Regions from separate parts of the Sus scrofa genome. Here all the other regions are linked to region 1. A link is a contact called in public Hi-C and promoter capture Hi-C data. All regions are on one chromosome and are shown on one strand. Each heading gives the region's core, a stretch centred on a gene start, on an enhancer-like site or on the middle of the called end of the contact. The rest is flanking DNA. Distances are from core to core; before and after follow the strand shown. Region 1 holds the start of SDAD1 (protein SDA1 homolog). Region 2 holds the start of THAP6 (THAP domain-containing protein 6). Region 3 holds the start of STBD1 (starch-binding domain-containing protein 1). Region 4 holds the start of SCARB2 (scavenger receptor class B member 2).

Evidence for each region. Promoter capture Hi-C pulls out the DNA fragments that hold promoters and counts their contacts. Hi-C and Micro-C count contacts between places; a contact is called where the count stands out from the background.
Region 2: a contact with region 1 is called in a promoter capture Hi-C map of liver, with 4 times the contacts expected there. The contact joins the promoter of THAP6 here to the promoter of SDAD1 in region 1. A contact is called at or near these places in 1 of 5 promoter capture datasets (liver) and 2 of 47 Hi-C or Micro-C datasets (epiblast stem cells and liver).
Region 3: a contact with region 1 is called in a Hi-C map of skeletal muscle, with 3 times the contacts expected there. The contact joins the promoter of STBD1 here to the promoter of SDAD1 in region 1. A contact is called at or near these places in 4 of 47 Hi-C or Micro-C datasets (embryonic fibroblasts, heart right ventricle, liver and 1 more).
Region 4: a contact with region 1 is called in a Hi-C map of skeletal muscle, with 5 times the contacts expected there. The contact joins the promoter of SCARB2 here to the promoter of SDAD1 in region 1. A contact is called at or near these places in 2 of 47 Hi-C or Micro-C datasets (liver and skeletal muscle) and 2 of 2 datasets of contacts at active chromatin or transcription factors (alveolar macrophages and skeletal muscle).

What each region holds. Positions count from the first base shown.
Region 1 is chr8:71,644,396-71,650,429 of Sscrofa11.1, reverse strand. SDAD1 (protein SDA1 homolog) reads left to right here and starts at 3,578. Exons shown (of 22, transcript XM_003129088.4): 1 at 3,578-3,817. The coding sequence starts at 3,728.
Region 2 is chr8:71,179,256-71,185,289 of Sscrofa11.1, reverse strand. THAP6 (THAP domain-containing protein 6) reads right to left here and starts at 3,338. Exons shown (of 5, transcript XM_003482412.4): 1 at 3,246-3,338; 2 at 2,260-2,362; 3 at 542-749. The coding sequence starts at 2,339. It overlaps RCHY1 (ring finger and CHY zinc finger domain containing 1), which reads left to right and starts at 3,481. Exons shown (of 9, transcript NM_001097490.1): 1 at 3,481-3,570. The coding sequence starts at 3,481.
Region 3 is chr8:71,980,540-71,986,573 of Sscrofa11.1, reverse strand. It overlaps STBD1 (starch-binding domain-containing protein 1), which reads right to left and starts at 3,587. Exons shown (of 2, transcript XM_003129093.4): 1 at 2,738-3,587; 2 at 1-866. The coding sequence starts at 3,404. The coding sequence ends at 7.
Region 4 is chr8:71,908,298-71,914,331 of Sscrofa11.1, reverse strand. SCARB2 (scavenger receptor class B member 2) reads left to right here and starts at 3,871. Exons shown (of 12, transcript NM_001244155.1): 1 at 3,871-4,307. The coding sequence starts at 4,191.

The DNA.
Region 1 (6,034 bases), core at 2,329-4,828:
TTTGGCACCAGTGAGCAGAGGCCAAGTTCCAGCCATAATATCATAATAATAGAAGGATAAGTCTTTCTACTTATCTCAAATACATCATCCATCCTCCCAAACCTTTCCTCATTCCTCAAAATGAACATAACCTCTCCTTGCTTTAGTCAGAACCTCCTTGTGCCCAGCCCAAGACTTACTTGTAGTACAATCCATTTCACTAAGTTTTGACCCCAGGAGAGAGACGCAGAAGTATATATGTTTGGAACTTTTGTAGGGCTAATTTAGCTAGGAGATGCACCCTTTTGCTCTTCCCATCTTCTTTCTTCCAATTAATGTACCTGTAATAGAGACTTAATGGCTCAAGACTGGTGCTCAAACTGCCGTCTGGACTACTAGAAGACTTTCCGCTCCAAAAAAGGAAACCCATATAAAGATATAAGTCAAAAGAGTGTGCCTCATGCAAACACAATTTAAAATAGCCTTCTAGTCTAGGGCCCTTCAATAAAGAAAAATTTTAAGCCATTTGAATACAGTTATCATGATCCATTTTATAATTATAATAGGGCCTCTTTTGCAAAAGTATCAAGAATACTTTCTTCTCTAGAACAATTCCCTTTAGGTTAAAGATCATTTGGGCATGGAAAAAGATGGAAAGTACCTTTACTAATTTTTTTTCTTTTTTTTTTTTTTTAGGAGCTGCAGGTGCTTGTGGAGGTTCCGAGGCTAGGGGGTCTAATCAGAGCTGTAGCTGCCGGCCTACACCACAGCCACAGCGACGCAGGATCCGAGCCTCGTCTGCGACCTACACCACAGCTCATGGCAAGACCGGATCCTTAACCCACTGAGTGAGGCCAGGGATCAAACCTGAAACCTCATGGTTCCTAGTCGGATTTGTTTCTGCTGCACCACGACGGGAACTCCTACCTTTACTATTTTAAGACTAAATACAGCAATAGTGTTTTCTTGTGTTGATCTGGATAATACACACTAAACATATGTACATTGCATTACACATAATATAGCCATTATTTAACATTTTAAAACTACATATGTATTTTTTTACATTTTTTATTTCTTCTATTATAGTTGATTTACAATGTCCTGTCAATTAAAATATGTATGTATTTAACTGCTCTCAGTCTTAGTATTCTCATCTATCAAAAAAAAAAAAATCCTGCTTCAGGGTGTTTAGGGGTAAAATGAGTGACCTATATACCCTTCTTAGATTAGCTTGTGAAGGCTTTTACCATCAGAACCAAATACTCTCACCTGACTCATTTTCCTCAGCATCTTCCCTGCCGCACTCCCCACCCCCAACCTTCAGTCACACCAGACTTTGTCAAGCATTTGCCCCTTTACGTTGGCTATTTTCTTTATGTAGAAGACTTTCTTTCGCTCCTCCTTTCAGAATTTCAATCTATTAGTACCATGACTGTAAGATTCTGATCCTCTGGGTTAGGATGTCTTCTCTATTGCTTCCACTGCTGTATTATAGGAACATGTTTATTCATTTTAAGAGTGTTTGTCTATTTCTCTCCTTTATTAGTTTCCTTAGGGCAAATGCCCATGCCTTATTTATTTTTGTATTCAAAGTATTTACCCTAGTGCCTGATATACAGACTGTGAGTAAAAGCTTGCCACATGGCCTGAATATTTTATTCATAAGTCACATTTTAGTGACTTAGTACATAAGTACAACATTCATAGTACATAAGCTTATGATTTTGATGGGAATTACATTAAATAATTTCAATATCTTTTGTTTTGAGAATGCTTTTTATCCTCACTGATCCAATCGACCAAATTTTTTAAATTTAAAATCTGAGTGGGCTTTTTAAAAAAAAAGATTTATTGCTTATATTTACACCTTAATAACCTCACAAGTACCTGATTCAATGATTAATAAACAAATAATCATTATCCAAATGTTGCTGAAAAACTCAACGTGGTTTGAACATTATTCTTGATTTTGCTTGTGCCTCCATGTGATTACTAAGTTGTCTTGTTTTTGGCTCATTCCAACGTGGCCACAGATGACCTGGACCAAAGCTGGTGTCTGTGAAATTGCTTATGTTAAGCAGGGAAATACTACTGTCCATCTACTGGTGCCAGACCAGCTTAGCAGCTGACAACTATCAGGCTACTTTTTTCTACAGGCTACAATCAAGACTGCCTGGATTGAACTCTCAGCTTCCTCACCTGCTATGAACTTAGGCAGTCAACATGTCTGTGCCTGTTTCCTCATCTGCAAAGTGCAGATAATTATAGTGCTTATTTTAGAGGGCTGGTCTCAGGATTAAGTACAAGTCAAGTGCTTGGAAGAGTGCTTGACACAGGGTGAGTGATCAAGTGTCTATATTAACAACACCCTATTTCATTAATTCATTCCCCCAGTACTTATCAGTTTCTGCTGTACAGAAGTGACCCGTCATATATAAATATATATATATACACATTCTTTTTCTCACATCATCCATCATGTTCCATCACAAGTGATGAGATACAGCTCCCTGTGCTATACAGCAGGATCTCATTGCTTATCCACTCCAAATGCAGTAATTTGCATCTACTAACCAATAGCTGGTTTTTTAACTTTTTTTTTTTTTTGTCTTTTTAGTGCTGCACTCATTGCATATGAAGATTCCCATGTTAGGGGTCAAATCTGAGCTGGCAGGCCTATGCCAGAGCCACAGCAACGCTGGATCAGAGCTGCCTCTGCGATCTACACCACAGCTCACGCACAGCAAAGCCAGATCCTTCACCCACTGAGTGAGGCCAGGGATTAAAACCCGCTAGTTGGGTTAGTTAACTGCTGAGCCACGACGGGAACTCCAACAGTTGGTTCTTAAATACAAATTCATTTGCATTTTAAATCAATGGATACGACCACATTTTACTCAGACCACCGTTTTCCCTCCTTGTCTGTGTCAGGCTGGGTAGAAACAATTAAAAACAAAACAAAAACAGGTATTTTAAATTATATAGGAAAACTAATTTACACCCCACATTGATATTTTTCCCCTTCTCTAAAATAGGATAGTGCTATCTATTCTCAACGGATATTTTTAGTTTCTAACTTTAAGGCTTTGGGATTTTAAAAAGGAAAAAAAATCTATTCTCATGTCTGTTTCATAAGGAATGTTGGGATAATGAAATAAGTTACTGGGGGAGTTCCCGTCGTGGCGCAGTGGTTAACGAATCCGACTAGGAACCATGAGGTTGCGGGTTCGGTCCCTGCCCTTGCTCAGTGGGTTAACGATCCAGCGTTGCTGTGAGCTGTGGTGTAGGTTGCAGACGCGGCTCGGATCCAGCGTTGCTGTGGCTCTGGCGTAGGCTGGTGGCTGCAGCTCCGATTCAACCCCTAGCCTGGGAACCTCCATATGCCGCGGGAACGGCCCAAGAAATAGCAAAAAAAAAAAAAAAGACACACAAAAAAAAAGTTACTGTGTGAACAAAATATTCGCATTTCAGATTACTTAAACGTTGGCTGGGGCGGGGTGGGGGAAAAGAAATCTTGCATAAATCACAATGGAGCATTTCGGCACTGAGAGCAAGTTTGACACTCTGAGGCTCCCGTAGTCAAGCTCTCTTTAGGAGCCAAGATGGCGCCGCCTGCTGAGCTTCCCATGTGCTGTTTCCGGTCATACACGGAAGCGCGATTCCTGGCGGTAGCTGAGGCGGTAGGCGGTTGCCAGCCGTGTGGGTTCTCTTAAATTGCTCGCTGCGTAGCCAGTCAGCAGCGAACATGTCTAGCAGAAACAATAATAAGCTGCCCAGCAACCTGCCGCAGTTACAGAATCTTATCAAGCGGGACCCGCCGGCCTACATCGAGGAGGTAGGAATGCGGTGCGGGGACGCTAGAGGCCCGGGCGCGGTGGTAGGGACGCTGGCTGGAGGGAGGCGTGGAGCGGAGCTGGGATCCTGATTCGCCTCACGTCCTCTTATCCTCGAAAGGAGGAAAGGGATGAAGGGAGAGACATGTGTTATAGTTCGTTCCTCACTCTTAGAATTCTGCTCCTGCTCGGTAGACCCCGCTGTCACAGAAACACCCTTTAAAAGAACTCATTTTGCTTTAGGGGGAGAGCCAAATGGTCCACCCCCAACCTCTGACTTTCAAGCAAGTTTCTCAGCCTTTTCTTTTCTGAAACCCCTAAATTGAACTTGATGAAACTTAAGTTAGAATGCTTTTCGACCGACGTCTGTTTGCGGGAGCCCGCGCTCTTTGCAGCACTGTGTTGGGAAGCAGAGGGATTCTTGGGTATAAGGGACAGGCCGGGAATTAGCATATCTAGTAAAAACAGAACTCAGTCTCATAGGAAGCTGGCATGACCTGGGCGTCGGAATTTATCTCTAGAATGAAGTTGAAAATTAGATTAGGTTCAGATTGTAAGAGACTTTGTATACCGACCTCATACGAATTGTGAGCATTAAGGGTGTTTGACAAAATGAACGTGGTGGCTTGGCAGGTGCTTTTTCTTTTTTTAAATTTTTTCACTTTAATTAAGGTATATTTGATTTACAGTCTTGTGTCACTTTCTGCTGTTACAGCAGAGTGAGCCAGTCATACATATGTATACATTCCTTTTCTTATATTCCTTCATGGTCTATCCCAAGAAACTGGATATAGTTTCCTGTGCTATTTACTAGGACCTCATTGCTTATCCATTATAAATGTAAAAATGGCAATTGCTTTGTCAGGACACCTATTTGACAGGCATTAAAAAGATTTGCTGCAATTACTTGTCTGTGCTTCTTACTGGAATGTGATTTGTTCAATGGCTGAAACAATTATTCTTTTTTCTTCTTTTTTGGCTGCCCCGTGGCATATGGAGTTCCTGGGCCAGGGATCAAGCCCAGTTGCCACCTCTACAGTTGGGACCTACACTGCGGCAATTCAGGATGCTTAATCCACTGTGCCAGGCTGGGGCCGGAGACTGCGCCTCAGGTCTTCAGAGACTCAGACAATCCCATTGTGCCACACCAGGACCACAGTCATTCATCTTTTGATCGACCTTCTCCTCCATATTTTCACATACAAATATTTATGTCAATGCTTTTTTTTTGTCTTTTTTTTTTTTTTTTTAGGGCTGCACCCTCAGCATATGGAGGTTCCCAGGTTAGAGGTCAAATTGGAGCTACAGCTGCCAGCCTCCGCCACAGCAACGCCAGATCCAAGCCACATCTGTGACCTACACCACAGCTTACAACAACACTGGATCCTTAACCTCCTGAGGGAGCCCAGGGATCGAACCCTGCGTCCTCATGATTCCTAGTTGGGTTCGTTAACTGCTGAGCCATGAAGGGAACTCCATAATTTCTAAGCACCCAGGATAGAGTGATAAATAAGATACGAGAGCCTTCTTCTCTTGGACTTACATTCTAATGATGGTAGACATAGTGATAAGAATTATGAAGAAAGTAGAACTGGGTAGGAATACATTAGAATTGGAGGCTGTCTCTTTGGCTCCCTTGAACAGAGATAGCTTCTCTGCTGTGATGATATTGAGACAGATCAAGAGCATTCTAGATGGGGGAACAGGAAGTGGAGCAACTGTTGGTGGAAAAGAAGTTGAGAGGCCACCATTGTAGCTAAAATATGGTAAACACAGAAAAGGACAGTGTAAGATACATGGGAAATGCAAACAGAGTCGGATCATGTGGGGGCCTTTTTTTTTTCTTCCTTTTTTTGCTTTTTAGGGCCACCCCTGAGACATATGGAAATTCCCAGGCTGGGGGTTGAGTTTGAACTGCAAATGCCAGCCTACACCATAGCCACAGCAACTCAGGATCCAAGCTGCATCTGTCACCTACACCATAGCTCACGGCAATGCCAGATCCCTAACCCACTGAGCGAGGCCAGGGATCAAACCCACAACCTCATGGATATTAGTTGGTTATCCCACTGAGTCAAAACAGGAACTCAAGGCGGAGGCTTTTAAAACATGGTAAGGTTAAGATTTTACTTAAGGGAGCCATTGAAGAGTTTTAAGCAAAGGTATAATCTGATTTATCTTAAGATTTACTCTCAAGGTGAATGATAGAATGAATTGTA
Region 2 (6,034 bases), core at 2,089-4,588, 460 kb after region 1:
TCATCTACACCAACTCCTAAGATTAGCTCACTTCACCAAACCTAAGAAATGTACAGATATTTATGAGTGGCTACTGGTAAAATACTCCTACTACTCATGACAAAAGCTAAAGCAGCAGTTTATGAATCTAAAAATTTAAGAATGGGTGTTCCTGTCGTGGCACAGTGGTTTACGAATCTGACTAGGAACCATGAGGTTGCAGGTTCGGTCCCTGGCCTTGCTCAGTGGGTTAAGGATCCGGTGTTGCCGTGAGCTGTGGTGTAGGTTACAGACTCGGCTTGGATCCCGAGTTGTTGTGGCTCTGGAGTAGGCCGGTGGCTGCAGCTCCGATTCGACACCTAGCCTGGGAACCTCCATATGCAGCGGGAGCAGCCCTAGAAAAGGCAAAAAGACAAAAAAAAAAAAAAAAAAAAAAAAAAAAGTAACAATGGACTTCAAATTAATAAGCGAACAATAAACATGGTGGCAAGTGTGGTTTATGTTCTTAAGTAGTACTGCAAAAAAGTGAGTAATGATGGCAAGCAGTATTTCATCAACAAACCTGTAAGTGAGATGGGGAATCAAAGATAGAAGGTATGACTCCAGGTTTCAGTTTAATATTCGGAGTGGTTCTGTCAAAATCTGTCTTCTTAAAGTGCCTTGAACACAACACATCTCCTTTTTTAGGCTCCCACATGCCTGCAGCATTCACATCCAGTCTTTTCATGGCTAATACCCATTTCCTTTTGACTTTTTCATCTGTGGGGAATCTAGGAAAACATACAGAAAGCCTTTTAAAATTAAACACTACTGATTTATACTTGAATTAAGGCTGTGACTAAACTGATTCTTTAGTTTGTTATTACTCTTGGGAACTGGAATATTCAGGAGACCGCCATGATTCACACTTTCATAACTTTCAGTTTTCATAGTCAGACTTTCTATCAAACATGCTACAGGCATATGGCCCTCATTTAAATTTTCTCATATTATAAGGAAAAAAGTTTCAAAGGACATTTAACACCTTATAGTAAGATTCACAGCTGAAGATTTTTCTTCATCTATAAATGATAAAGAATAAGACTTGGGGAGTTCCTGTTGTGGCTCAGTGGTTAATGAATCCGACTAGTAACCATGAGGTTGCAGGTTCGATCCCTGGCCTTGCTCAGTGGGTTAAGGAACCGGTGTTGCTGTGAGCTGTGGTGTAGGTTGCAGACTCGGCTTGGATCCTGAGTTGCTGTGGCTCTGGCATAGGCCAGCAGCTACAGCTCTGATTAGACCCCTAGCCTGGGACTCTCCATATGCCGACGCAGCGGCCCTAGAAAAGACAAAAAAAAAAAAAAAAAAAAAGAATAGCATTTGGGCCTTTTCCTATCTGAGAACTTTATCCCAGATGAACACACACACTGGTACTTTCATTCTTCCATCAGCACCAAGACATTTCTTAGTAGAGCATTTAATAGAAAACAGGGGTATAAATGCGTAGTGAGTGAATGCAGAGAACACCTGCAGAGTTTGGAATTTTGGAGATCAGAACTCATTTGAGATTTGGAGGCCAATAACTATCTTTTCTAATTTTCCAAGCTGGTTTGAATCTTTTTTGGAATAAGGTAGGGCACACATACTCATTTTTTATTTCATTATATCTAGCCAAGTAGTTAGAGACACTTCTCTGGCACATAGCACAAGTGCCTGGCACAAAAACAGCAAAATAAACTTGTAGCAAATGAGTAATTATTAAATCTTATTGTCCTTTCTTTCCTATGCTGCCAGAAGAGTGGTTAAAATACTAAATTAGGACCATCTTAATTTATCTGCAATACAGCTACAAAACCTTTAGTCTGAACTAGTAATTTATATATATATTTTTCCTACCACGGAAGTTTGATCTATTTCTAAACATAAACATAACCTTGACTTATTTTCTAAAAGACAGAATATATTTAGGCAAAGATCCTTCATTCACATTGTAAACTATATGTAAACGACACTGAATTTCTTTGATGGTATGTTAAAATGCAAAGTAAGAATCTTAGCAAAGATGACTTTAATGATATTTTTGTTAATCAGCTTATGATACCTCGGCAGGTATTTTTTACACTTCCACACCAAATCACACAAGTGTAGAAGTTATCACTGTCACTTCAAATTCAACTACAAAGGTTATTTAAAAAGAACTTGAGAACTACTGTTCAAAATTGAAGATGAAAATAGAACTGCCTTTTGCTTTTCTAACAGTCAAAAACATACTTGGTATAATTAACTAGGGCAGAATCTTACACGTGAAATGTCAGTCCTTTTAACTTGGAATTTGGTAAACAGCGAGAAGCACATCCAATGGCTGAGCAACATTTCACCATGGTGTTAACAACTCATAACAGAACTGAAAGAAAATTAAAAGGGCAAGCGTTAGTAACTTCAAAGCTAAGGGGAACATATTCACCTTTCCCAGTATGTTCTGGTATGTTTCAGTTAGGTAGCATGAAATCAGTTAGAAAGCCAAAGGCAAGTATTTTCTTCCAAAACGTTTACTTTGCTCATAAAATTTTCGAGGGGTTTGTCTCTTTACTAAAGCGAGTCATATTTAGCTATGCCACAAGGCGCCTGATTGCAGTTTTGTAGCTGGTACATTTCCCATCCACAGCCCCTTAGGCACCATGTTCCCTCCGCTACAACGCCTTGGCACACTAACTCCTGAGCTTCCCCCGGGAAACCATCCTTGACACCCAGATATGTCGGCTCCTCTCCAGTATTAGCTCTCGGAAAACACACTTCTCCTTCTCAAAGCTGTAATCATTCCTACATTTATTTCACATTCTCTGATGAAAGTCCTCCTCCACCAGCCTGGTGAGTTCCATGAGAGTATGGCAGGGCTTGTGTTTTTTTCTCACGTGTGTCCCCACCGCGTAGCTGGTAAATGTTACTACACATTTTGAAGGAATGAAGCGGACGTAAAGGAGAAGAGGAGGTAAAGGTGGGGCGTGAGACGCTGGCAAGTACGGGTGCCCAGCAGCAGCGGCGCTCCGGTGGGGACCAGATCCGAGCCCGGAGGCCGGCCGAGCTCCGCCCCCTTCTCGAGGCCCTGGCTGCGGCTGGGAAAGGGAGGGGCCGCCCAGTCACAGGTGTGGATGCAGCCGGAGAGCGGCCCTTCCTCTAGGGCCACCGGGCGTCTCCGCGCCGCTGCGGTCCTCCTCACGCCGAACCACGCCCAGGGTGTGGGCAGGCAGCAATGGGGAGAAAAGGAGAGACAACCTAAGATTTGTTACCGTTAGCGGCGAAGGCAGCGACTAACACCGATAACCGAGATTGCGTCTCCCTTCACTTCCGCCCCGTCGCCCCGGGAACCGGAAATCCGGCTGCCCCGGGTCACGTGTCCCTCCGCCATCTTGGCTCTGCTGGCAGCAGCAGCCAGGAGGGGGGGTGCTGGAGCAGAGCTGGGTCTCTGGACGTAGTTTTCATCCTGGGGGAAGGGGCCGTGGAGTTTGAGAGGCTGTGGAAGAGATGGCGGCCTCGGCGCGGGAAGATGGCGGCCGCGGGCAGGAGCACGGACGGCGGGGCTGCGAGCACTATGACAGAGGATGCCTCCTGAAGGTGACGACTTCACTGGGCTCTTCCCCTAGGAGCTTCCGCCGGGTCCAGCTGGGGGCGGGGTGGGCAAAGCGGTTCGGCTTGGGCTTAAGTTTGAGGCTAGGCTGTTGTCAGGACACCTTGTCTAGCTGGGTTGCTGCCGTAGAGAACGTTTTTGGCAAGGCGACCACACGCCCCACCTTTCCTCTTGTGTTGTACTTTGCAAGCAAAGCTCTTCTTGCTTGGGAAGAGCCTGGGCTTGCACATAGGTCACTTTATTAGTGGGTTCTTTTTATTTAGTCTTTCGCTTCTGGAAGTGGACTTCGGCAGCCTCAGGCCTGTGCTGACATTTCCCTGGGATCACTTTCAGGTGTGTGATGAAATAATGGAAGAAGGGCGAACAAGCGGAGCATCGGCATACGATTTCATCTCCTGTAGTAAATAAGTTTTACAGCTTGCCAGCTTCATTTTAGAGGCAGTGAGTATGCCTAAACCTGCCGCAGAGAAAACGTATATGTGAAATAGGAAGACAGTCATTTAATTGCCACAAAATAGGAAATTATGTATGGGAGAGTGTCTGATGGGCATGTATTGTTACTTCTGTTATTTAAGAAAAATTCCTAGTCAGCTTCGAATTTGAAAAATTGACATCCATCCAGTTATTTTTCTTGCAAGAATTTTTCTTCCTTAAAGATTTTGCTTAGAAGGCTTGAGCTTTGGAGTCCGACAGTCCTACCGCCAAATCTTAGCTCTGCGCCTTAATAATTCGGTACTTTTGAGAAAACTACTATTTACATATAAAATAGGAGTGATAGAAGTTCCTCTTTCATAAATAAGTTTGAGGTTTTGAGACAACCTAAAGCCTCTGCTGTAGGCTGTGGTTTGGTGAACATTCCTTCACTGCACTGGATGAAGCTCTTTCACGGCTGGTCATTTACCAAGGGTTGTGTAAAGATATTGAATGCTATCCTTAAGATTCCATTTCCATTGAGATGCCGTGTTAGAGTTTCGGCCTTGGGGTTTTAGACCTCCTCCTCTCATCTTCCCAAGAAAGGCACAAATACATCTGTGTTTCATAGATACATAGTATTCATTGTATTCATAAGATACTTGACCCTGAGTATCAAATGCTATCCACACCCCCTTGGTTCTTTGCTTAAATACCAGAGAGGAGTGTAGAGTTTGAAGGAGGAAGTAATCAACTAAATCAAATGCTGCTCTTTGGGTAAGATAAGAACTGAAAATCAACCTTTAAATTTAGCAAGAAGGAGGTCACTGGTGATGTTGATATGAGAAGTTTCTGTGGAGAGATTGGGACAAAGCCTGATTGGAGTGGATTTAATATGGGATGAGATTAATGGAAATGGAAATAGCCTTTGTAGGCAATTCTTGGAGTTTGGCTGTAAAAGAGAGCAAAAATATGAGGCTCTGGTTGCTGCAAGATGTGCGATCGTGTCCCCCCGCCTTGAGATGCGAGATGTTGCAACATATTTGTAAATTTTTAGAAATGATCCAATAAAATGAAAACATTTTATCATGAAAGGAAGAGGGAAAATTGTAGGAACCCCGTTTTTGAGTAGCCAAACAGGATGTGATCCAGTGTACATACAGTAGAGAAGTTGGCCTTGAGTAAAAACGTGGACTGTAAGATTCTGTAACAGAAGGAAAGACAGTGTGAGGTGCATTTACAGGTAGGTCGATGGAGTTTGTGGGAGGATGTTCTTTTTTGATTATTATTTCGGTTTTCATAGTTAAATAAGAAGCAAGGTCATCAGCAGAGTGTAAGGGGAAAAAGAGGTGTTTGAAGTTTAAAGAGCGAGGAGAAGATGTGAAATCATCATCGAGGTCCTATTAGGGCCTAAGACTTTGGAAGAAGGAGGGGATTGATTAGGGGAACATGGTAGTAAGAGCCCACTTTTTGTCAGTGGTTGTGACTTAAAAGTGACACCAGTGACTCTAGTGGTGCTATTGCTTTAGCCATATTTAGCTGTTCCTATGCAGGTTGAGTAGGAGCGAATTGTATTTAACCAGAGTAGGGATTCTGGGTAGGTGAGTGTGTAGAGAAAGAGAGAAGGAAGGAACTAGATCCATTGCAAAGAGAGGAGATAGTGGTTAGAGAATTTCTTGCTTAAAATTAAGAAACAGGGAGTTCCCATCGTGGCGCAGTGGTTAACGAATCCGACTAGGAACCACGAGGTTGCGGGTTCGGTCTCTGCCCTTGCTCAGTGGGTTAACGATCCGGCGTTGCCGTGAGCTGTGGTGTAGGTTGCAGGCGCGGCTCGGATCCCGTGTTGCAGTGGCTCTGGCGTGGGCCGGTGGCTGCAGCTCCGATTCGACCCCTAGCCTGGGAGCCTCCTTGTGCCGCGGGAGCGGCCCAAGAAATAGCAAAAAGACAAAAAAAAAAAAAAAAAAAAATTAAGAAACAGGAGTCACTTCTTGATTGGAACCCTGGGAATTCCTGAGGCCAATTAGAAGAGTACTTTCTAAT
Region 3 (6,034 bases), core at 2,338-4,837, 340 kb before region 1:
ACTGAATCAGTGAATCCCCCACCACTTGTGAACCACTTGATCTTCGTGACCGGTCTCTAAGAATCTATTGCTGCACTCTTCCCAACGGGTAACTTCCCCATTCTCCACCACCACAAACTTCCATTCCACCCCTGTGTCTGCCGGCAGGGGCACCGATCGAGACCAGAGCCCATCCTGGCTACACTGGAGTGGGATGTATGCTTTCCATCTCCCAAGGCTCTCATGGTCTCCAGTTACTGCAATGAATTGCATACCAGCACCTGTGATATAATGGACCTGGAACCGGATGCTAACTTTCCGGGACTCCCAAGACACCCCTGCTACCTTTTTTCTTTTCACATCCACTTCCTGAGCTCTTGCTTCCACGAGAGTGCGTCTGCCATAGTCCTTTCCCTGATTAGAGCTTAACACCGGAGCCTCCAGACTGCCACCCAAACCAACATCTCCCCAAGATGAGTGCCGGGCCACCATCTCCCAGTCCTCATGGTCAGCCCGGGCCTGACTGTCCGACTGTGCGAGGCTCACTTCCTTCCCTCTGTCCAGGAGCAGATTGCCAGACGGCGACTTCTCTGCCAGACATGGAGCTGCTTTAGTGGGCGTCTCTTGGCCCTTCTGGAATCTCCATGCTCCTACAGGAGATCCAAGGCTTTCAGTGCTTGAAACGTCAGAATAACTTCCAGCGTGACTAGACTCAGAGGTAGCTAGAGATCCTGTGTCTGGAAACTTTCCAGAAGGAACATGCGCTCTTGAGCTATCACAGTTACCACCTTCTCCAGAAGGACCCTGCTGTCTCCGTGCTGCTTCCTGCAGGTCACCAGGGCCTTTGGTCTCAGAAACCAAACAGCCATTGCTTTCTTGAGGATGCTCTGGAAAAACAAAAGGAAAAATGTAATAGTGTTAGGCAGTTCATGTGAGAAAACAGCTTTAGTTACTAAAGACTTCGCTGCTAATCCATCCACAGTATACAAAATCTGTCTTTGTTAAATCTGGTATTTAAATCCCAACACTGTGCGCTAAGAATAATGCATGCATACCCAATAGTAAAAGGCACATGCAGGAGTGCAATATACCAGCACAGGAGTGTAAATGAGGTGGTAAGCTGTAGAGGCGGAAGTGTAACCCTGCCATGGTCCTGGATCTCCGCAGTCCAGGCCACCCTGGCATGCAACCAAGTCAAGTTGTTTGGCTCCTGTCATCAAAAAATGTCATCCAGCCTGTGTGGCGAAGAGCTGCATGGTTACCCTGCAACCCAGAAGAGGACATTTGTACTCCCAGGAACTGTGTGCAGGCCAGGGATTGGCTCTCACATATGCGGACAGACCAGGAGCACCTGTCACTGTGGGAGACTACAAAGGAAGGCAGTGCATGGCTGGTCCAGAGCAGAGAGACAGGGGTGAGGGTAGGGGGAGAGGGCTGGATTCTCCTTGACAACCCCTCCTGGTATCTCAGGAACCTCTTCAAGAAACACAGGCCTTTTACATCCCCTCTCAAATAACTATTCTTAAGAGCACACAATCAAGCTCGCTAAAGACTCTCTTTCCTTCTTGGCCACCTAATAGTCCAAATAGCTCCCTACAAGATCAAAATCTCAAAAGCCATGCCCTCATGGGAGGTGTGGGTGTGGGGGAGGGAGATGTGGGGAAGCGGGAATGGATAGAGAGCAGTCTTGTTTCATTTTGCCTCTTTAATGGTGGGGTTGGAAGTGAGATGTAAACAAATATTACCCTGAATTCCCAATCTTTCCACCTGAAACATGAGGCTGACTTTCTGAAAAAGAAGATAAATGAGCCCTCTGCTCATCCCAAACAAATCGCAGGAAGGCACAGGGGCCGACTTTCAAGTGGCTACACACAGACACCACTCCACTAAAAATAAAGTTCGCAGATGTCATTTTCACCATTAGGCTGGAGTCCAGGCACCGGGAAGGTGAGGTTTTCTGCCAGGGCTCTTTGCCTGGTGCACAGGGTCTAAAATGTGGACATGTAAACCTAGGCGTCAGTCCTGCTTATGGGACTTGGGTCTGCTTTTGGGAGCTGGGTCCAGTGCCAAGTGTGTCTCTTCCCCAGGGTTTTAGACAACCACGCACTGTTCGTGTGATCATGGGGAAGGGCCGACAACTCGCAGTCTCAGGGCTTCATGAAGCCGAGGCCTTCGTGGCCAGAGTCCAACCTGAACTTTGCCTCCCCAACAGAAGCATCCAGATAGCGGGGGCTGCTCACTGCTCTGGCGTCCCCAAACGCGGTTCTTTTGAGGCGAAGGAGGGGAGGTCATGAGGCTATGGGATTGGGGCTGAGACTGGGTTCCTGCTCCGTCAGATACTGGAGAGGGTGGCGGGATCCCCTAACCCGAAGCATTCCTTTCCGAAGGCCCGGAAGGGGCGCCGCCGCCGCAGCCGCCCGCACTGCACCAAGCGCCGCCAAGCGGAGGAACCCAACCCCGCCGGAGGGGCAGGGGCAGGTCCCCGCGGGCTGGAGCTGAGGGCAGCGACTCAGCGGGGCGCGGCCCTGGACGAACCGCCAGGGCATCTCCTGGGCCTCGCCTCGCTGGAGGCGAGAACCCGCCCGGCGCGTGCACACCAGCTGGGGGGAAATCGGGCCGCGGGGAGGGTCCACTCCTGGGTGAGGGAAGCTAGCCCCCGGGTATGGGCCGCCACGGAACTCCAGACGGGGTTTTCCTTCCCTCGGGGAACTTCTAACCCCCCTGGTGATCTGCCCTCAAGACCAGGGAGGAAGAATACCTGGTTTGGTGACCGGCTCCCGCCTAGAAGGTCCAGGGCTCAGTCCGCCGCCGCCACCCTGATCGCCTCCCGGAGCCGCCGCCTCCCCTGAAGGAGCGTCCTTCCGCTGCTCCGCGTCCCCCTCCTTTCCCGTGTCCCGCAGCAGCCAAACGAAAAGCGCTCCGGCCAGACCCCCTCCGACCAGCAGGGCAGACCAGACGGCGCCCATGGCTGAGAGGCCGCAGCTGCGGGAGACGACGGCGATCGAGGCCCGGGCTCGGGTCACGCAGGCAGAGCCACACCTACCCAACCCGCTCCAGCCTTTTACGGTCCCTGGCCGCAGGCGCTCCCACGCGGAGCCCAGCCCTCCGCGACTAACACTCAACTTTCCCAGCCCCGCCCCACTCCCCGCCCCGGGGCTGCAGCCCCAGGCTCCGGCCCGGCGGATACGCGAGCGCCCTCCTTCTCCAACCTCTTCCCTTCCCGACCCCGCCGGTCGCCGGCGGCCGGGAGCACTGGGCGTCCGGGTCCAAGTGCGTCCCGCATGGCTGAGGACCCCAGGGCGCACGGCTTCCGCGCGCCAACCCGCGCCGGCCACGCCGCCTGCTCTTCCCGCTGCAGCTGCCCGCCAGGCCCAGCCCTGCTTGGGGCAGTTCCGGGCACCTCGCCGCCTCCTCTTTACAAACATTCAGCAGCAGCGCGGCCACATAGAAGCCGGAGCTTCCTAGAACTTCGACGCGGAAGACGCCGATGTGCGTCGGAGACGAGCGGGGCTGGGGCGGGTGAGCTGGGGTAGATCCAGAGCACAGCGGGTGCGGTAGAACTTCCATTCCGCCGCCCGTTAGCTGCACTTGGTCTCCGCAAGCCTCCGCCTTCCCACCCGGAAAAGGAAGGGATTGGGCTAAGATCATCCATCAGTAAATGCCAGTCATCTCAAACACATCCAGTCATTGCTTCTTCCTCGACCTCTTTTTGGGGTGCGTGGTTGTCACAAAATGCGCGCCCTCCAGACTGGACTGGATGTTGCCCAGAGGCAGGTTTCTGCAGACGGGTTTATTAATAAAAATTGCAAAGGCCTTTTAAGTGCTGTGGGTGTGCCTGGTGTTAATGTATTTATTTAGTTTGATTCTCACACAACCACCACCACCCTGGGAACTAAGAATTATATACATTGCTTTCTAAATTCACTCTTCTGCCAATCTGGTGGCTTTACCCACCAGCTTCAAGCTAATGATCCCCATATTTGTATCTGCAGGGAGAGCCATTTCCTTGACCTACACGCTCCTACATCCAACTGCTAAGGCCACAGCTGGCAGATATTCGCCTTGGAGTAATTACTACGATGGCTTCTCTGGTAAAACAAATCGCTCAAATGTGCCCCGTGCACGAGCAGACAGAAGTCCCTGACAGGTTGCAAGACTGGGCCAGTAGAGCTGCTGATGCTGGTGCTTTGGCTCAGGTCACAGCCCCTATCATCAAAAGGTCAGGGGGAGAGGGAAAGTGGGGAAGGAGACCAAGCCAGCTTGGGCCTGCTTTTTCGATGCTAACAGACGTCTCAAACCCAGCTCACTCAAATCTGACATGCCCAAAACTGTTCCTTGCTCCCACTTCATCCCAGGAAGTGGCGACCACATCCTTTCTCCTTGCTAAAAAGTGTCATCTTACCCTCTTTTTACCCCCACTCATTGGAGGCAGTGGCAAATTCTGGTCTTGTTTCTTCGAAATATATTCAGAATTTTACTTCTCCCTGCAGCGAGTGCCACCCTGCTCTGCCACCATTACGTTTCTCCTGGATTACTGCCATCACCTGGCCCAGGGATCCCCACTTCCACCCTTGAGTCCCTACATCATTTCAAAGCAGCAGTCTGAATGATCCTGTCTAAACACTCCCATCTTCTGGGCTTCTGCTCAAGACTCTCCAATTGCTCTACATCTCCTAGCAAAAACCTTTCAGAAGGATAGCATCTGTCCCCCAGGTCCTCTCCCAGCTCATCTCCATCTCCTCCTCCCTGGCTGAGTCATCCTTCCTGCAGATAGCCATCCAGACATCCAGCCTCTCTCCCTTTCCCTCTTCTTTTTTGCACAATGTCATCTGCCCTTGATAATCCCCATTGCAATTACATACATCCCCTTCTCCATGTGCCCTTTTCCTGCCTTATTTTTCTCCTTACCATTTAGGACACCAAATCTAATACAGTGTAGAATCCATGGATTTGTTCTGCCTAATTCCACTTTCCTCTCCTTACAATGTACTAGGAGTTGCTGCTGTGGCACAGTGGGTAAATGATCTGACTTGTGTCTGTGGCATTGCCGGTTCAATCCCCGGCCTGGTGCAATGGGTTAAGGATCCAGATTCAGTCCTGGGCCCTGAAAATTCCTTATGCTGAGGGTGAAGCCAGAAAAGAAAAATGTAAAAGCAGGGTTTATTGACAGCAGGATGTATTATCCTTTGTTTTCTGCTGAATTCCTGGCACCTGAAACACTCCTGAAGCCATCCCTCAAAAAGTATAGTACAGGTTGAGGAGTTCCCTTGCAGTGAAGTGGGTTAAAGATCTGGAATTGTCACTGCAGTGGCTCAGGTCACTGCTGTAGCTCAGGTTTGATCCCTGGCCAGGAAGTTCCACATTCTGGGGGCAAAGCAAAAAAAAAAAAAAAAAAAAAAAAAAAAAGTACAGATTAAGTAAATGAATTAAAAGCTTCACGTGGTCACAGTCTGAAGCAGTACTGTTAACCTCTTTATATGGATTTTACCTGCATTTTTAAAGTACAATGAAGATGCAGATTTGGGTTTTTTTGTCAAGTAAATTTTATCTTTTTCTTTTTTTTTAGGGCCGAACCTGTGGCAAATGGAAGGAAGTTCCCAGGCTAGGGGTCAAATTGGAGCGGCAGCTGCCAACCTACACCACAGCCACCACAAAGCAGGATCCAAGCTGCATCTGCAACCTATGCCCACCAGATCCTTAACCCACTGAGCAAGGCCAGGGATCAAACCCAAATCCTCATGGGTACTAGTTGGATTCTTAACCCACTGAGCCACAATGGGAACTCCCAGATTTCTTTTCTTAAACTAATTAGGGAATTGACGATGAACTTTTTAAAGACCTCTAAAGTTTAAAACCACTGACAACCAGACGTACATTTCAATCCAGGCAGCTTTATGATAATAAAACTAATCTTGAGATGAGTATGAATGAAATAAGAAGTGGTAGCAAAGCTGTTTTTAAGAAAATGAATGTCACTATATAAAATAACATTCTCTCTTTTTTTTTTCTTTTTTAGGGCCCCACCTGTGGCATATGGAAGTTCCTGGGCTAGGGG
Region 4 (6,034 bases), core at 2,622-5,121, 260 kb before region 1:
ACACCACAGCTCATGGTAACACCGGATCCTTAACTGACTGAGTGAGGCCAGGGATCAAACCTATAACCTCAGGGATACTTGTCAGATTTGTTTCCACTGAGCCACTCCTGATGGGAACTCCTGATTAACCACCTCTGAGTATAATATCAATATTTTACATTTACGGTGAGGCCCAAAGAGTCCTTCTTGCTTCCCCTGAGTCAGAATCTACTGTCCTGCAGCCTGTCTTGGGCTCTAAGAAGGAAGTTCTTTCTCTTTCTGAGTCCTCGATGATGGTGTAACCTGCAGCAGGCACCAACCATCATCCATTCACAAAAGCATGTGCTCTTCTCACGTTTCGTTCCTCTGATTTTAGGTATAGTGGAGTCCCTGGGAAAATTCCTGACCGTGTCCCTGCCAGGGGGTATGGGTGGGGGAAGTTGCCCCATCCAGCCAGTGGCAGCAGTAACCCCTTCCTACACCAGCTTCCCCCCACTGCCCCCGCCCCAGAGTGTGAGGGGCTTATTATCTGGGTACCTGCCATGGAGCAGCTGTTCCCTGGGCCTAGAGACGGAGGCTCATCCGAAGTGGGAGACAAGGAGGCGGTCTCAAGGGGCTTTGGGAGCCTGTATGAGAATTTGGGGGGCTTTGGGCAAAGTCCCAGTAGCTGCCATGGGATGAAGAAGGTGAAACTGAGAAGACAGCCAGGCCAGGTGCTAAAAAGTCATCAGTTCATGATGATAGGAAAGATATTGCTGTAGGATTATAGATTGCTATTTTCCGTACATGAGTTTTTTTTTGTGTGTGTGTGTGTGTGTTTTAAGGCTGTTTAGATTTTCTGTAGTTTAGGTCCTTTTTGTTCTCTTTTAGTATTTAGTCCATTTTTGAAATGCTAGTCTGGTCAGCTGTGCTAAGGGGAACTGAGAAAGAGCTTTTTGTCCAGTTTGGATCAGAGTTTTAAAGGGGAAACAGCTCACAGACTGCTGACGAGGCGAAAATGAGGGCTCTTGTCCGAATGAGAGAGCCTCAAAGGGAAGGTAAACTGAGAGCCACTAAGCTGGAAACCCTGGTTCGGAGGCCCCCCCACCACCGAGGTGTGCTTACCAAATCTGGGTCCATCTCCCCATCCCCGCAGTCTGTTACTCCCCTAGGGACCCAGACAAGAGGCAAGAAGGGACCTGAATGAAGAATGAGGAGAAGCAGTGCCCCGGGATGGGTGGCCCAGGGCTGGACTGAGTGGGTAGCTATGCAGTTTGCCCTCAAGACTGGGGCCAGCAAAGAGGAAAGCTGGTCTTGTCTGGAGATGGGGGCGGGGGTGGGGGGTATCAATATGAGCATGAGTCACTGGGTGCCAAATACTCCAGCTGGGCAAGTTCCCAAATCTTCTTTCCAGTTAAGGCAGGAGAGGACACCCACGGGCTGCAGAGGACCCCACTCATACCTGGGGAGAGGACGAGTGAGGGTTCCTGCACCAGCAGAGCCCCGCAAGCAAACTGGGGCCCTGGACCGTCATCCATTAGCTGGAACCTAAAGCAGAGATGGAGGCGGAACAGGCCAGCCTCACGGCAGGATCGGGCGTAGGGAAAGGCTGCTGATGGTGCAAGAGGAATGACTGGGGGCCACCCAGGCCTCCTGGTCACGCGGTTTGGCAGAGTTGAATCATTTCAGACCCCACCCAGGCCTGGTTCTCTGGGGCTGCTGCTCAAAGACCTTAGGTAGCTACAGATGGGTAGAGTCGGGAATGGGCAGCTGTTGTCACTATCAAAGTCCCAGGCTCAGGCCTGCCCTCATAGTCTGCTCCAGTTATCTAAAACCAAGTAACATGCCAGAAACTAGGGCCATAAAAACAACAACAATCCTTTATTTTGCATTTCAGGCAGGGCCAGGAAGGGACTGCCCTGCCCCAGCGTGTCTGGGGCCCATGACTCAAATGGCCAGGGACAGCAGAGGGCTGGCAGAGCATCTCGCTGTATTCTCTCCCCTGTTCCCTCTAGCATGGAGGCCTCCTCAGGGTAGCTGGGCTTAGTGTTGGCTCAGGGCGATCATTTCCAGAGGCCCAGGCAGAAGCTGCAAGGTATTCATGATCTATCTTCAGGAGTTCCAGGATATGGTGGAATCACTAAATCAAGGCAAGTTCAAGGGAAACAGTATAGACCCCACCTGTCAATAGTAGGAGTGTCAACGTATCTGCCACCCACCCCCTTTTTTAATGGCCTCACTGGTGGCATATGGATGTTCCCCAGCCAGGGATTGAATCCGAGTCACAGTTGCAATACCAGATCCTTGAACCCACTGCTCCAGCCAGGGACTGAACTCGGGCCTCCACAGCCACCCAAGCCACTGCAGTTGGATTCTTAACTCACACACAGCAGGAACTCCCATTCGCCCCCATTTTGAAGGTATAGGGCATCTCACCTAGTCCTCAGCAGAGGCTCCCAGCTGAACCCACTGTTCCCAGGTTCTCACTGATAGCAGCTGGGAGGCAGCAACACACAGGGTAGAAAAACCGAGGGAGCTACCAGGCCTGCATTCTGGCCTAAGCAGGATCCACCACTCAGCAACTGGTTGAGCTTGTTAGATGACTTACCTCTCAGAGCCATGGCTTCCTTATGTACAAACTGGAAATACTACTACCATGGGGACCAAGAAAATGTACTTTTCAGGCCTTGCAGTGCTGAGCAGCCCTGACCCGGAGCCCTGTCACAGCCGCTGAGCCCTAAAATCTATCTGCTGTTGCTCATCCCAGCTTGGGACAGAGGCCAGTTTCCTGGGGCTGCTCCCAGTCATGACTAAGAAGCTGCTCCTGGAGGGTGCTGGATTCCTGGACCAGGCCATTTTGGCTTGAGGACACCCCCCCACCCCACACCACCCCCATAGGCCTTGCTGAACTTTCTTAGAGCTGCGCTGGGTACTTCGTCCTGTCCAGCCTTCCTTCCTTCCTTGCCGCGCTCCTGCACAGAAGCCACACCTGCGTGTCCTTCAAACGGTGCTCCTGTCACCCCTGCTCCTCTCTAACGCTGCTGGGATCAACAGCCCCAAGGCTGCTGCGGGTATTAAGTAGGTATGTGTTGGCGCCTAGCCAAGGACTGCCATATAGTTGCCATATAGTTGCCATATAGTTGGGTTCCCTCAACTAATGTTTATGGAGTCCCCGCTGCGCGCGGACTTTTAGTCTCGGTGCCTGGGACGTAGTATCGGTGAACCAGGCAGGTGAGAACCTCCGGGCCTCCTGCTTAGGCTTCTTGCGGATCCCCTCCCTGCGGTAAGATAAAGCCGCAATTCTTCTACGGGACACGGGAGCGCTTCCAAGTCTGACCCCAAGGGGGCCTCCACACCTCCCACCCCAACCTGCACACCTGAGCCTGCGGGCAAAGGAAGTTCCTTCTTTTCTCTGACCATCTTGCTCTCTCACCCCCAAGGTCGTACAGCTGTTTCTTCTCCAAATGCTGCCTCCCTCCTCGCACACACCCCTCACGTGACAAACCCTTACCCATCCCCCAAGTCCCAGTTCTGTTGTGGGGTCCTTGGTCACCCAGGCAGAGATGCTTGCGGGCACAGATCTCAGCAGGCACCCCATAAAAGCACTTGTTACACTGCGCTTTTGCTGCTGTAACAGTGTCTCCGTTAACTTGTGAGCTCGTCTAGAGCAGCGGCAGTGTCCTATCCAGGCTGAATCTGCCGGCGCGGCCCTTTGTAGGCCCGCAGCTCCGGACCGAGGAGCGGGGACAGCCCGGGAGGATACGCGGTTTTCCCGGGTGACCGCGGGGGCCTGCGGCGAGGGGGCGGGGGCGCGGCTGGCGCTGCGGGGACCGGCCGGGGTCGATCCGGCCGAATCGCAGCTGCTGCCGCGGGGCACATGACTGCGGGCTCAGCCCCCGCCCCGCCCCGCCCGCTTCCCGGCGCAGCTGCCCGCTGTCTCCTCCCGGGGCTGCGGCGAGCCGGGCCGGCCAGCGTCCCCACCCTGCGCGCTCCCTCCCCACCGCCGCTGCCGGGGCGGGGGAAAGCGAAACCAAAGCGACCCTTCCACTCCGCGCCGGCAGGCCGGGTGCATCGAGGCCGCGATCGTCCAGCCGCGGAGCGGGGAGCGGCGAGCACCCGCCCGAGGGTCCCGGGTCTTCCGGCTGCTTACTGCGGCTGCGGGGGCGGCGGCGGTGCTCCTCCCTCCTTTCCCCTCCCGCCACCCGCCCCCCGGCCGGTGAGCGGTGCGCAGGATGGGCAGGTGCTGCTTCTACGCGGTGGGGACGCTGTCCCTGCTCCTGCTGGTGACCAGCGTCACGCTGCTGGTGGCCAGAGTCTTCCAGAAGGCCGTGGACCAGGCGATCGAGAAGGTGAGGCGTGTGTGTGTGTGTGTGTGTGTGTGAGAGAGAGAGAGAGAGAAGGCGCTTGAGTGCTGGGGGCACACTTCCACCCCACTCCCCACTGCTGAACCTTGTCCAGGGAGGATCTGTGCCCGGGCAAACCCTCTGGACCAGAGCCCTTTTTTCGCCCTCGCCTTCTCGGGGTGGGCTGGAAAGGGTTAAAGAAGGATGGCGAGGAATGGCACTGACCGTGTTCCTTTTAGAATAATAAGACTCTGGATCTCGACTTTTTAAAAGGCTAGCCCTTATATTCCACCATTTGCATTCCCCCACCCCCACCCCAGGCCCTCCCTTTGCCCCATCACTGTTGGGCCCAAGCTCGTTTCCCTCCGACTTCATGAAGAAATAAAACTAAATGAAAGACACCACAGCTGGAACAGGTTTTTGGCTGCTTGCTGAGGCCTCTGAAGTGGTGTGGGGCTGAGGAGGAAAAGCGGGTGTGTGGTCTATTGTGTTCTTGCCTTCCTGGGCTGGGCCTCGCATTGGGTAGCCAGGCCAGGCCTCTGGGGTGGGTGACATTTCAGTGCTCACCCACAGACTTAGCCGGTTCGGTCAGAACCAACATCCTCCGTTGCTTTGTCTCACTCATGGTTCTTCCTCTTCAACAGCGGTAAACCTCAGGCAAAGATGCATTTCGATTCATAACAGAATCTGAGCCAGTCCCGTCCACCTAGGTAGGTGGGCTGGAGAGCTCGTCATTTCAGATTTCTCCATCCTATGGCTTCCCCAGGAGTCATTTCTTCTGCCCTGTCACCCACATCCACCAATCTGTGTGGAAAGATGAAAAAGAGAGTTACTGAGACACTTTTTCCTAAAACAAAAGGGAAAGAAAGAAAAAGATTGGAGCAGCCTTTCTCCTTAGCACCCATAACTTCATGCCTCGTTTCTCCTGCTGGTTAACTCTTGCTCCTGGCCGGATAAAAAAGCCCAGGCTACCTCCGGATTTGATCACTGCATTCCCAGTTAGCAAGATTGTTTCATTCTAGGTGGCAACAGGCATATTTCTTTAATACAGGTTTCTTTTTTTCTTTTTGCTTTTTTCTAGGGCCAATCCCTGGGCATATGGAGGTTCCCAGGCTAGGGGTCTAATCAGAGATGTACCTGCCAACCTAGGCCACAGCAACTCCAGATCCAAGCCACGTCTGCGACCTACACCACAGCTCACGGCAGCACCAGATCCTTAACCCACTGAGCAAGGCCAGGGATCGAACCTGCAATCTCATGGTTCCTAGTCGGATTCGTTAACCACTGAGCCACACCGGGAACTCCTACTAGAGGCTTCTAGAACCCATCAGTTAGGAGTTCCCATTGTGGCTCAGTGGTTAATGAACCCCGGACTAGTATCCATGGGGACTTGGGTTCCATCCCTGGCCTTGCCCAGCGGGTTGAGGATCTGCCATTACTGCCAGCTTGTGGTGTAGGTCAGAGGCTCAACTTGGATCCCAAGTTGCTGTGGCTGTGGTATAGGCAGGCAGCTGTAGCTCAGATTGGACTCCCAGCCTGGGAACCTCCATATGCCACAGGTGTGGCCCTAAAAAGAAAAAATAAAATAAAATAAAAAAAAGCCATCAATTACTTGAAATCTGATAGTTAAAGGCAATTTTTAAAAGATGCCATTGCAGGAGTTCCTGTTGTGGCTCAGTGGTTAACGAATCCGACTAGGAGCCATGAGGTTACGGGTTCGATCCCTGGCCTTG